2 separate regions of the Mus musculus genome follow, and region 1 is linked to region 2. The links are chromatin contacts, called in public promoter capture Hi-C maps. All regions are on one chromosome and are shown on one strand. The core of a region is the stretch at or near the end of the contact, and the rest is flanking DNA. Distances in the headings are between cores, read along the strand shown.

The links. Capture Hi-C pulls out chosen DNA fragments and counts their contacts.
Region 1: a promoter capture Hi-C map of liver shows a contact between it and region 2. The contact joins two enhancer-like sites.

The regions. Positions count from the first base shown.
Region 1 is chr14:73,449,618-73,454,983 of GRCm38.p6, forward strand. No RefSeq gene overlaps it. Among named protein-coding and RNA genes, the nearest start is that of Gm35450, 22 kb to the right of the region's middle. Within about 2 kb of position 3,819, at least 36 of the 459 cell types and tissues checked have an H3K27ac peak or open chromatin away from gene starts, as enhancers often do. A contact at or near this core is called in liver, where this site is marked.
Region 2 is chr14:73,256,024-73,261,758 of GRCm38.p6, forward strand. The region is part of intron 17 of Rb1 (RB transcriptional corepressor 1); the gene reads right to left. Among named protein-coding and RNA genes, the nearest start is that of Lpar6, 21 kb to the left of the region's middle. Within about 2 kb of position 2,313, at least 22 of the 459 cell types and tissues checked have an H3K27ac peak or open chromatin away from gene starts, as enhancers often do. A contact at or near this core is called in liver, where this site is marked.

The DNA of each region.
Region 1 (5,366 bases), core at 2,569-5,068, 200 kb after region 2:
CTGGCCTCCAGGTAAGTATGGAAAACAGTGAATACATATGCATGACTCATTTCCCTTAGGAAAGGGAAGAAATGCTAAAAATGATTTTCGACTTTAACCCCCCCCCCTTTTTTTTGAGACAGGGTCTCTCTGTGCAGCTCCTGCTGGCTTGAATTTGCTATATAGACCAGGCTATCCTGGAACTCTCAGAGATGTGACTGCCTCTGTTTCCCAGGAGTGCTGAGATTAGAGGGCTGTGCTACCACACCCAACCAGCAACAGGTTGTTTTGCATGGTTGGCTGGTTAGTTGGTTTGAGGCAGGATTCTACTAAGTTTCTCAGGCTGGCCTCGAACTCATGATCCTTCTGGGTCAGCCTGCTTAGCACTGGGGTTTCAGGCATGCACCATCGTGCTCCACAGCAGAAGAATTTGGAAAACTGGAAGGCGAGAAGTGTGCCCACTGTTATCAGATGTGGGGAAAATTGAATCCAAAGTCAGCACCAGAGAAATTTAAGAACCTAACCAGGGTCCCCCAAGGTCAGCTCCAAACAGCTCTGGCAGTAAGGTGGAGCTTTGGAAAGCAGGAGTGACTCAGATGCCATTTAGGAAGCAATTAGAGGCCCAGACGCCTCCCTGCTCCACAGACCCAGTCTGTGACCGTGTTCCCAGAGAGCCTAGAAGAGGCGAAAACTGAAAGAACTGGGTTCTGGCTTGGCCTGCTTGAGTTGTATGCTTTGAGTTTCTCAAAAGACTTGGATCTCCCCCAAGAGGAAAAAAATGTAGTCTCCCATGTGACATTCTTCAGTCAGAGCCCACAGAGGGACCTCTTGGTCACAGGCCCCAGAGTGCTCATTCAGCATGGTAGTGCCTGTCCTTAAATAAGAATGGATAATACAGTTTTATCTGATGTCAACAATTTCACGCTCGAAGTATGGAGACAATATAAACAGGAAAAACAAACTACAAAACATAGCCTGTAAGAGGAGGCCAGGGGTACAGTCCAGTAGCAGAGAAGTTACATATAGTCTGAGGCCCCAAGTCCAATCTCTACAACAAAATAAAATATAATGAAAGAGGAAAGGGTAGGTTTACAAAACCATGAAATACTCTCTGACTTGGACTCTTAGTTTAATACAGAGCTATTGAGCAGGAACAAAATAAAGGCAAGAGGAATACTCATGGAGGGGGGTTGGGGGAGGAGTGAGTAAGAAGTCTTAGAAATGGAATAATGCAAACAATGAATACAAGTTAGAAAATAAAGAACAAATCTCTCTGAAATTGGAGAGAGGAGAGAGAGAGAGAGAGAGAGAGAGAGAGAGAGAGAGAGAGAGAGAGAGAGAGAGAGAGAGAGAGAGAGAGAGAGAGAGGAGACAAATGAAAGATAGGAAAATTAAGAGACCAGAACTGCTAATGTACTCAAGGGGGCATCCCAAAAGGAGAGCAGACAACAGGAGTCGCTACAGGTGGTCCCTGTGATGCAGTCCAAGCACACCTTTCAGAAAGGAGAGATCACCAAATGCTTGCCTGGTGATAGAGGATGGACCCACACGACTGGGAGATCCTAGAACAGGGAGGATGAAGAACTGCCATGTGCCATGAGCGTCCAGAGAGATGTTGTGCTGGCTGGCAGCTGGAACTGCCTCAGGCAACTTCCTAGGAACCCCTGACAGCAATGACTTTCTCAAGGCAGTCACTTTCAGTTTAGGAAGATTTGATACTTTGCCTCAATATACTGCGGTGGTTAGTCCTCGCTCTGAACTTAATAGGGTTAGAATAACATAGAAGACTCATCTCCAGTAAGTCTTCAGGGGGCTTTCCAGAGATGGTCAGCTAAGGAAGGAAGACCCACCCTGAGTGCACGGGCACCATCCATAGGCCGGGGCTGCACTCTGAAAGAAAAGAAGACAATTCAAATGGGACACCAGCATCCGTCTATGCTCTGACCACGAAGCTATGACTAATGGCCTTGCTTTCGCTGACTCTCTCATACTGGGAGAGAAAATAAACTCTTTTTCCTTTAGGTTGATTTTCTTCAGGTTTGTTTGTTTTTTGTTTTGTTTTGTTTTGTTTTGGGTTTTGGCATTGTAACCAGAAAGGTAACTGTGCAAACTATCACATTTTAGGTGCACTGAAATGTTTTCAAACATGTATCTTCTCAGAAATGTGCAACACATACTCCTGCCTTAGGAAACCCCCCCAAGCATGTGTCAAAACAATCGGCACGACAAAAAAGACAGCCATGTTCAACCAGGAGGAAGCAGGAGACTCCTGGGTAATGGCAAGGTTCCAAGAGGAGAACCATGTCTCTGGAGAAGCTTAGAACAGCCTGGAAGGCTCTAGGAGAGGATTTTATTTTTCCCTGGAGAGTTGAAATTATTAGAATGTATGAAGGTTCTGAGTATCTTGGGTTCAGACATAGGCAAATGGAAAACAAATATACAGAAAATGTAACAAACATTAAATATGACAATGAGCTCCAGGGACCCACAAAGTTATGCAAGAGAAGGAAAATTAGCATATTTATTATAGGACTCACCTCTACATAGTGTTTTATAGTCACAGTAGGACAAACACTGAATAGTCTTTTGACAGCCCAACAGAGCTATGGGCACAGAGAGGATAAGTAGATATAGCCAGGAACCAGAAAGAAGGGTACAAAACCTTAACCCTCAAGGCTGGGGGCAAGGTCAGACTGATGGCTAAATTAGCAAATAAAACCAAACAAACCAACCTAAGAATAACTTTCCCAGTATTTGTGTAGAGGCCTGGAGATTAAATCATAAAAAGAACCAACCAAAAGGCTTGAAGTGTGTAAGGAAGACTGAGAGGGTTCGGAGAGAGTGTTTTATATGAGAGGCTCTGCAGAGCACAGAACAGGTTGTAGCCCTGCATGCGAGGTGGTGTATACATTTGATCCCTGCACTCAAGAGGTAGGTTGACCTCTGTAAGCCTGGTTGACCTCTGTAAGCCTGGTCTACATAGTGAGTCCCAGGACAGCTAGAGTTTTACATAGTGAGACCCTGCCTTAAAAAAAAAAAAAAAAGACAACAACAAAAAACCCAAACAAATAAAAAATAAAATTAGAAAACAAATCAAAATAGATTATACGTATGGGTAATTCTGGGAGAAAAAACAAAAACAGAAAAGTTCCCACCAACATTGCATTCAGGAAAAAAAAAAAAAAAACTAAAGTCAATAATGCTCTCAGCTGCAAATACCTCCCTCCCCCACTGCTCCTCAGGCACCTTTGAAAGGTGTTCTATGACTGTTCACACAAACAGACTGCAAGAACCAGTGAGACTGGCCGAATCTTGTGATCTATCGTTGATGAAGCCAAGGCATCCAGGTAAACAGGCTTGTCTCTTGAAGCTCTCAACACATTGCAAAGAGAGAAGTTGCAAAATGGGGTTACATGCTCACATGCTTGCGATAACAGACGGACACCTCTACCAGATGCCAGATGTCACAAATCTACATTCCAGGGCCTATGTGAATGAGAGACCCAGGACAGGTAGCCTTCATGCACCAAGAACCCTTAGTACCAGGGCTCCTCTCTGACAAGCCCTACTCCAGATCCTAGCCCTCCCAACGCACTGAGCCATTGCCTTCCTTTATCCAGAAAGCATGTTCTGCTGCTGCCTCCACTGCACTGCATTACGTTGCCAGGAGCTCTGGCCTTCCTCAGCCTGCTGTCAGCTGTCCAGAGTCTATACGCCTTCCACCTAATAGCCCTTATTAACTAATTAAAATGACCTCCTCCGCCTGTTTTCCACGTTGGTCTGGCATTCACATCTAATGAGCGTGTCATTCCATTCTGCCGGTAACACACAGTGTTGCGTCGTCAGGCCAGATCTCCATGGTCATCCCACACGTTATGTCCTTGGAGTTAATCATAACCCATGCATACACATTCTCCGGGCATGCAGCCACCTTCTAATTACGTGGGCTAGAAATGAAATTTTAGACCAGTAGTTTGCAAACTTGACTGCATAGATAAGACACCTAGAGGCACCTTTATAAGGTAGATACTACGTTTTACTACTTTAATGTTAAAACATCGGTCCAATAAGGAAACCTGCTCTCACCTAAAAATCTACTTTGTTCCTTCAAAGAGAAGAAAAGGAAAAATTGGCAGTAGCTTCCAGGGTTTGCAGTAAGAGGAGAAATCTGTCAGACTTATTTTTCCCCCTTTTCTTTTATTCTTAAAAATGATTATTTTTCTTTTTAGAGCTTAGTCATGAGTGCTCTTTTAGTTTCCTATTCTTGCTATAAAAAAATTACTTCAAATTATTGGCTTAAGACAACATGGATTTACCAGCTGTAGTTTTGGAGGTCAGTTCTAATTCAGGTTTCACTGGGCTAAAAGGAAGGTGTGGTCAGCAAACGCTCCCCAGGTCTGTTGACCACCCACACTCTTTGGCTCATAGTCTCAATTCTGTAACAGCTAGACTTAAGTCCTTTTCCCTCTCCCCTCTCCCCTCTCCCCTCTCCCCTCTCCCCTCTCCCCTCTCCCCTCTCCCCTCTCCCTTTCCCTCTCCTCTCTCCCTTCTCCCCCTCCCCCTCTCCCTCCCCCTCCCTCTCCCTCTCCTCTCTCCCCTCCTCCTCCCTCTCCCTTCTCCCTCTCCCTTCTCTCCTCTCCCTTCTCTCCTCTCCCTCTCCCTCTCCTCTCTCCCTTCTCCCTCTCCCTTCTCCCTCTCCCTTCTCTCCTCTCCCTTCTCTCCTCTCCCCTCTCCCTCTCCTCTCTCCCTTCTCCCTCTCCCTTCTCCCGCTCCCTTCTCTCCTCTCCCTTCTCTCCTCTCCCCTCTCCCTCTCCTCTCTCCCTTCTCCCTCTCCCTTTCCCTTCTCTCCTCTCCCTTCTCCCTCTCCCTTCTCCCTCTCCCTTCTCTCCTCTTCTCCTCCCCCTCTCCCTCCCCCTCCCTCTCCTCTCCCCCTCCCCCTCCCTCTCTTTCTTCCCCCCTCTCTCTCCCTCTCCCTTCTCCTTTCTTCCTCTCCATCCCCCTCCTCACCCCTTTCTCCCGGGTCACTCTCTCCAACTTTTAAGAACCTTTGGATTGTTTTGGCCTTACAAGATAATCCCAGATAATCCTTGAATCTCTAGCTTGTCCAGCAGGCATCCATCTGTTTTTCTCACATGAACTAATGTATTCCCAGACACAAGCATCATGGAACGCAGGTAGACACTATTCTGCTGATCACAGATCATATGGGTGTCCTTCTTTTAGAGGTGCTCAAAGTGACTATAAAACACTCCTCCTGTAATTCTAGTTGAAAGTTGCAGGCTCTGGGCAAAGTGATACACCCTAACTTGTACCTGGAAGTCTAATCTGGAGTTCAGGGACCTCACACATCAGCCCAAGGATGAGGCCAGTACACCTCCTGGAGTTGG
Region 2 (5,735 bases), core at 1,063-3,562:
TACTCCCCCCCCCCCCCCCAGACAGGGTTTCTCTGTGTAGCCCTGGCTGTCCTGGAACTCACTTTGTAGACCAGGTTGGCCTCCAACTCAGAAATCCACCTGCCTCTGCCTCCCGAGTGCTGGGATTAAAGGCGTGAGCTACCACACCCGGCTCACATTTTTTATTTTTTATTTATATCTTATTCTCTCTCTTTCTCTAAAAGACAAGCAATGGGCTTAGCATGGTCCTTCATGCTTTTTTAATCCCAACACTCTGGAGGCAAAGGCAGGTGGATCGCTGTGAAATTGAGGTCAGCCTGGCTTATAGAGTTGTAGGCCATCCAGGGCTTAAAGGAAGGAAGGCGGATGGAGGGAAGAGAACGGATGCGCTACAGCAGAGCTTACACCAGTGCACTGCTTTTATAACTTCTGGTGAGATAATATGTATTACAGTAACAGCCCCAAAGCTGGGAGACAAATGGTAAGTATTCTGCTCAAATGTTTCTCTTTCCCATTCTTATCCACCACCCTTCCTTTTGTTTGTTTGTTTATTTTTATGTTAGTTAATTCGTTATTTATTTTGTTTTTAAGACAAAGTTTTACTCTGCTGCCCAGGCTGGCCTTGAACTCCTAGATGGAAGTAATTTTCCTGCTTTGCCTCCAGAGTAAGGTACTGTGTCCTGTATACCTGGCTGCTAGATCCTTACACTACACAGAAAGTTGTAAAATAATATTCAAAGGTAGACTGAGATATTAAGGTCACATGTTATAAATCTTAAATTAATACCACTAATTAAAAAATAAAACGAAGGAGTCTAAGTAGTAAGCCTACAGAGAAGATAAAATGGATTAAAATATTCAATGCAGAAGAAGGCCAAAAGGAGGAAAATGAACAAAGAGACAGCTAAGAAGACAGCACCAGGAGAATTGAATTCCAGCCATATCACTAATCACACTGATGTAAAACTTCTAGAAGCTGAGCATGGTGGCATGCTTATAATCCCAGAAGCTGGGATACAAGGCAGAAAGACTGTTCTGAACAATGACTGCAGCACAAACAGGTTACAGGAGACTCTGCCTCAAAAGAACCAAAAAAAAACAAACACACAACAAACAAAAATCAGAGAGAATAGAGGAGTGGGGGAAGGGACAAAAAGGAAAGAGGAAGATGAGAGACAGAGAAATGAAATATTTCAAATGTCTCAAAGAAAGATTATTATCCAACTGATGACAATAAAAACCCAGATCAAGATCCAATGATGCACTGCCTTAGGGCGATACGCATTCACTTGAAGAAAATGACACAGATAAGTTACAAACTAAATAAAGGGAGAGAGAGCCATATCGCTATTAACGGAAGAAAGCTGAAACACGTTTCCTACGTGAGACAGCTGTTGCACAATGTATCACCAGACAGAGCATTTTTCATAGAGATTAGCAACTCAGACAAAGAACATTACAAGTTTAATTTTTCCAGGCCTTTAGCCTCTGCCCACCTAGGCCCCTCTGCACAGAAATCTTAGTTCCTTGTTCACATTGCTCCTTGCTACACACGTCCTGCCTGGGTGGCTCTGACCCTCTCAGTCTCTTAGTTCCTGAATCTCTTCTTTGCAGAGTCTTCATCTCCATTCCTATTCAGTCTGCTCTCTCCTGAGATCATTTGTGTGAATATAAAAATGCCTGTTTCTTAATATTACACTGAAACTTTTCATTTTTCTGTCAATCACGTCGTCACTTCAAATGTCACCAAACATTTCTGCTGATATAAATCTATACTTCATTAGGCTCCATGCAGGTACAACTTCCAGTCTTGACCCTAAACTCACTGGCAAACACCCTCCAATCCCTGGCTGCACTGTTGCTCTACTGCACCTCCATAGCTGTACTCCAAGGCCTGACTGCACCTAATAACTACCTTTTCTAATCTTGCAAGATGATTCTGAGGAAAGAATGCCATCATACAGAGCAGTGGTACAACTGCAGAGAATTCGTTTTTGCCCTCAAAATGGCCTGGAATTGTGCAGGGCAATTCTTTTGTCCTTCGCCAGTCCACTCCACTCTCTCTATCAAGTCCCATAGTAACACCTGCCAATCGTAAGCACCCTCAAACTTTCAGTGCCACTTCAGCCTCTCCACCCCAGCCATTTTTATCAAATAAATAAATAAAAAAGAAAAGCTATTAATTGGAGACCTCCTCAATTTCCTGCCAGGGCAGACTTACTTGCAGTGTTTCCCACTTTTCCCATTTGCCACAACAGTATTTTGCAACCCACATGCTCTTCTGAAATGTGACCTTGATTCTCTTTAAACAGGAGGTGGCATCTGTTTCCCCATCCCCTCAAGTTGGCAAGCACTGTGACTGTTTTGACCAGCATGCAATTTCCAGATGTGGTCCTCTTAGAAGCCTTTTGGCGGCCAGCTTCTATGTCAAAGTGTGCCTACTCTAAAACCAGATGCTCTGAGGAAACACAGCACTCGTATTAGACCAGAGGCTAATGGGGTGGGATGCAGAGCCAGGAAGAATCACGTGTGAGAGGGTCAGTAACACCTAGGCCCAGCAGTGAAGGGATCTCAGCGGCAGAGCTACTGGCCCAGACTGCTGTACCACAGGGTCAGACAGCAAGTACCCTGTAAGCTATTCCCAAAGCCTGTCTTTTCACAAAATCATGAGCAACATAAAACAACCATTTGCACTACCACTTCCTAGCAATAGAAAACACTGTAGTTGTTGTTGTAGTTGGTTTTTTTCCCATAACATTACATCCTCTCTCTTCAGGTTTCTTGTTTGTTTGTTTGGTTTGTTTTGTTTTTCAAGTTAGCCCTGGCTGTCCTGGAACTCACTCTGTAGACCAGGTTGGCCTTGAACTCAGAAATTTGCCTACCTCTGCCTCCCAAGTGCTGGGATTAAAGGCATGCACCACCACACCCTGGTCTCTCTCTTCAGTTTTAAAAGACAGTCTTTCCTGGGTTGGCATTGCCATAGTGGTGTGCCACTTCTGCTCTCTGTACTCTTAGCTCACTGTGACTACTCCATTTACTAGTCCTCTCTATTCTTACTATGGACTTCCTTGCTGCTAGAGTTCTCAATCCTTCTGGATGCTTCTACCGTGTCTGAAGTAGGCATGCACTCCTTGAGACCATACACTCTCCCACTCATGCTTTTAACTCCTCTCTCAGTGTTCAATTTCACTTTCTTTTGTAGTTGGAATATTTTCTTTCCTGTATATCCTTTTGATCTTAGAGCTCCCTGGCCTTCTATCTGTAGCCTTCTTTCCCCAAATTACATTATCTCCTTAATTGATATTACCTATTTTCTAAATAGGTACTCAGCCTTGGACAAAGCACATCAGGATTCAAACGGAACCTCTGCCACTTAGCTTGTATGGTCTGGGGAAATATAACAAGCTTCTCTAGGTATTCATTTCCTCATCTAGAATATTACCACTTGGTAGACTACTATCAGAATGCAGTGATCAATTTTTAAAACTGTAGTAACATTCAGAAAGTACTTACCAAACTGGCCAGCATAAGATAATTTGGCAGTAAAGATTGGTAATGTTTATTATATATGTCTGGTAGCTTTCACATTCATATTCCTAGCCTGAGATTCTTTCCTAATCTCAACTCATACATACAATTGACCTCAATTTGAATGGCCTAAAATTGTTTTAAACTCAATATAATAAATTGCAGTTTATCCTAAAGAAAATTACATACAACCCAGACTATCTATTTTCTTAAATGACACTACCACTGAGTTACACAAGCCAGAAACCTGGATATCATTGTAAAGTGACCACCTCTGTCCCTTACTAATCCTTCTATAATTAACTGCTGCATCTGCTATCACCAGGCCCCATACACTGTCTTAAGTGGTTTATATCTAATAAGTCATCTAATAAGATACAAAGTCAATAAATGACTTTAGACATTGTAGGCATTAAACATAGTGAGCCTGTAAAGGAAGTATGGCCACAGATAAATGTTCTGACAAGAAGCAAAGCGAAATATTGAAACACAGTGAGTCAAAGGCAGAGAAAACCCATTCATGCTCTGGCAGAAACCAACGTGACTGTAGGAATTAAACTGAAAACTCTTGGGCTCAGCAGTCAGGAGTATGTGTTGCTCTTGCTGATGATCTGATTTTTATCCCTAGCACCCACATGGTGGCTCAGAACCATCTATGAGTCCAGTTTTGGGGGATCTAATAGGCATGCATGTGGTATATAAATATGCATGCATGCATGCAAAGAAACATTAATATGGATAAAGGAAAAATAAACAAATCTTTTTTTAGAATCCATATTAAAAATGGACAACTCCTTAAATATTTTGGAGTCATAACATATCTGCTTTGACTTAAAATGTCTTCCATATTCTCATGTTTTGAGCACTTGGTCTTCAGTTGCAAGGAGGCTCTGATAGGCTAATAATATATGAAGATATGAAAGCTAAGCCTAAGTTGCCATGGAGACCAGAGGATCCATGGGACACCATGTGAGGGAAGCTGCAAGCACAGGATGGAGCTGACCAAGGAAGACACTATCTGGTCTGGGTTCAATCCCCAGTACATGAACACATGCACATATATTTTAGGGGAGAGATGAAAATAATTAGTACTTCATTTGATCCCACCTACCATCAACAATATAATGTGAGTACATTCTCATCAGGTTTTAGCACTACACCTACACACACACATATATATACACATATACACATGTGTGTGTATATATATATATATATATATATATGTACATGCATATATATATATATATATGTATGTATATGAATGATACAGAATCAAAAGTTGCTGTAGGTCTTGACCTGAGTATTCATTACATAGTTGTACTCAGTTAATGAAAAACTCATCTAATTGTCACCTGAAATTAAATTATAGAATTATGAAATTAATAGTGGATAACTGAGATAAGTCATGTCATATAAACATGATATTGTATATTTTTCCTGTAAGAATGATTGCCATTTTATTGGAAAATTAGAAAATATATCACATGGATATACGTGAGCTTTCACAGACCTTAAAAAACTGAAATTTGGGTTGGAGATACGGACCCTCTATATGTTTTCCTCCCTCGCCCTTCCCCTCCCCCCTCCTCATCCCCCCCCTATACCTGTACCCCAGAAGAGGGCACGAGATTTCATTACAGATACTGTGAGCCATCATGTGGTTGCTGAGAATTGAACTAAAAAATTCTGGACCAGTGCTCTTAATTTCTCAGGCACCAAAACTTCAGTTTTAAAAAGATGGATTTGTTTATTTTATGTATGTGGACACACCGTTTCTGTCTTTGTCCCATTACAGATGGCTGTGAGTCACCATGTGAGTGCTGGGAATTGAACTCAAGACCTCTGGAAGTACTCTGAACCGCTGAGCCATCTCTCCAGCCCAAATCTCAGCTTTTTAAGGTCTGTTAAAGCTTAAGTATATCCATGTGATGCATTTTCCAATATAATAGCAATCATTCTTACAGGAAAATACACAATATCATGACTCAGCTTAAAGTTATCTACTATCAATCTCATGATTTTATAATTTGAAAATCAGACATTAACAACATATAAAAAATAAAAATATTTTCATAGACTTTCACTGGCTGAGTATTCCTAATCAAAAAATTCCAAACCGAAGATCCTCCAAAACTTGAAATTTCTTTCATTTCATATCAATGTTCAAAATAAATATTCTTATTATGCAACATGGTTTGAATTATTATTTTAAAATCTGAAAATCT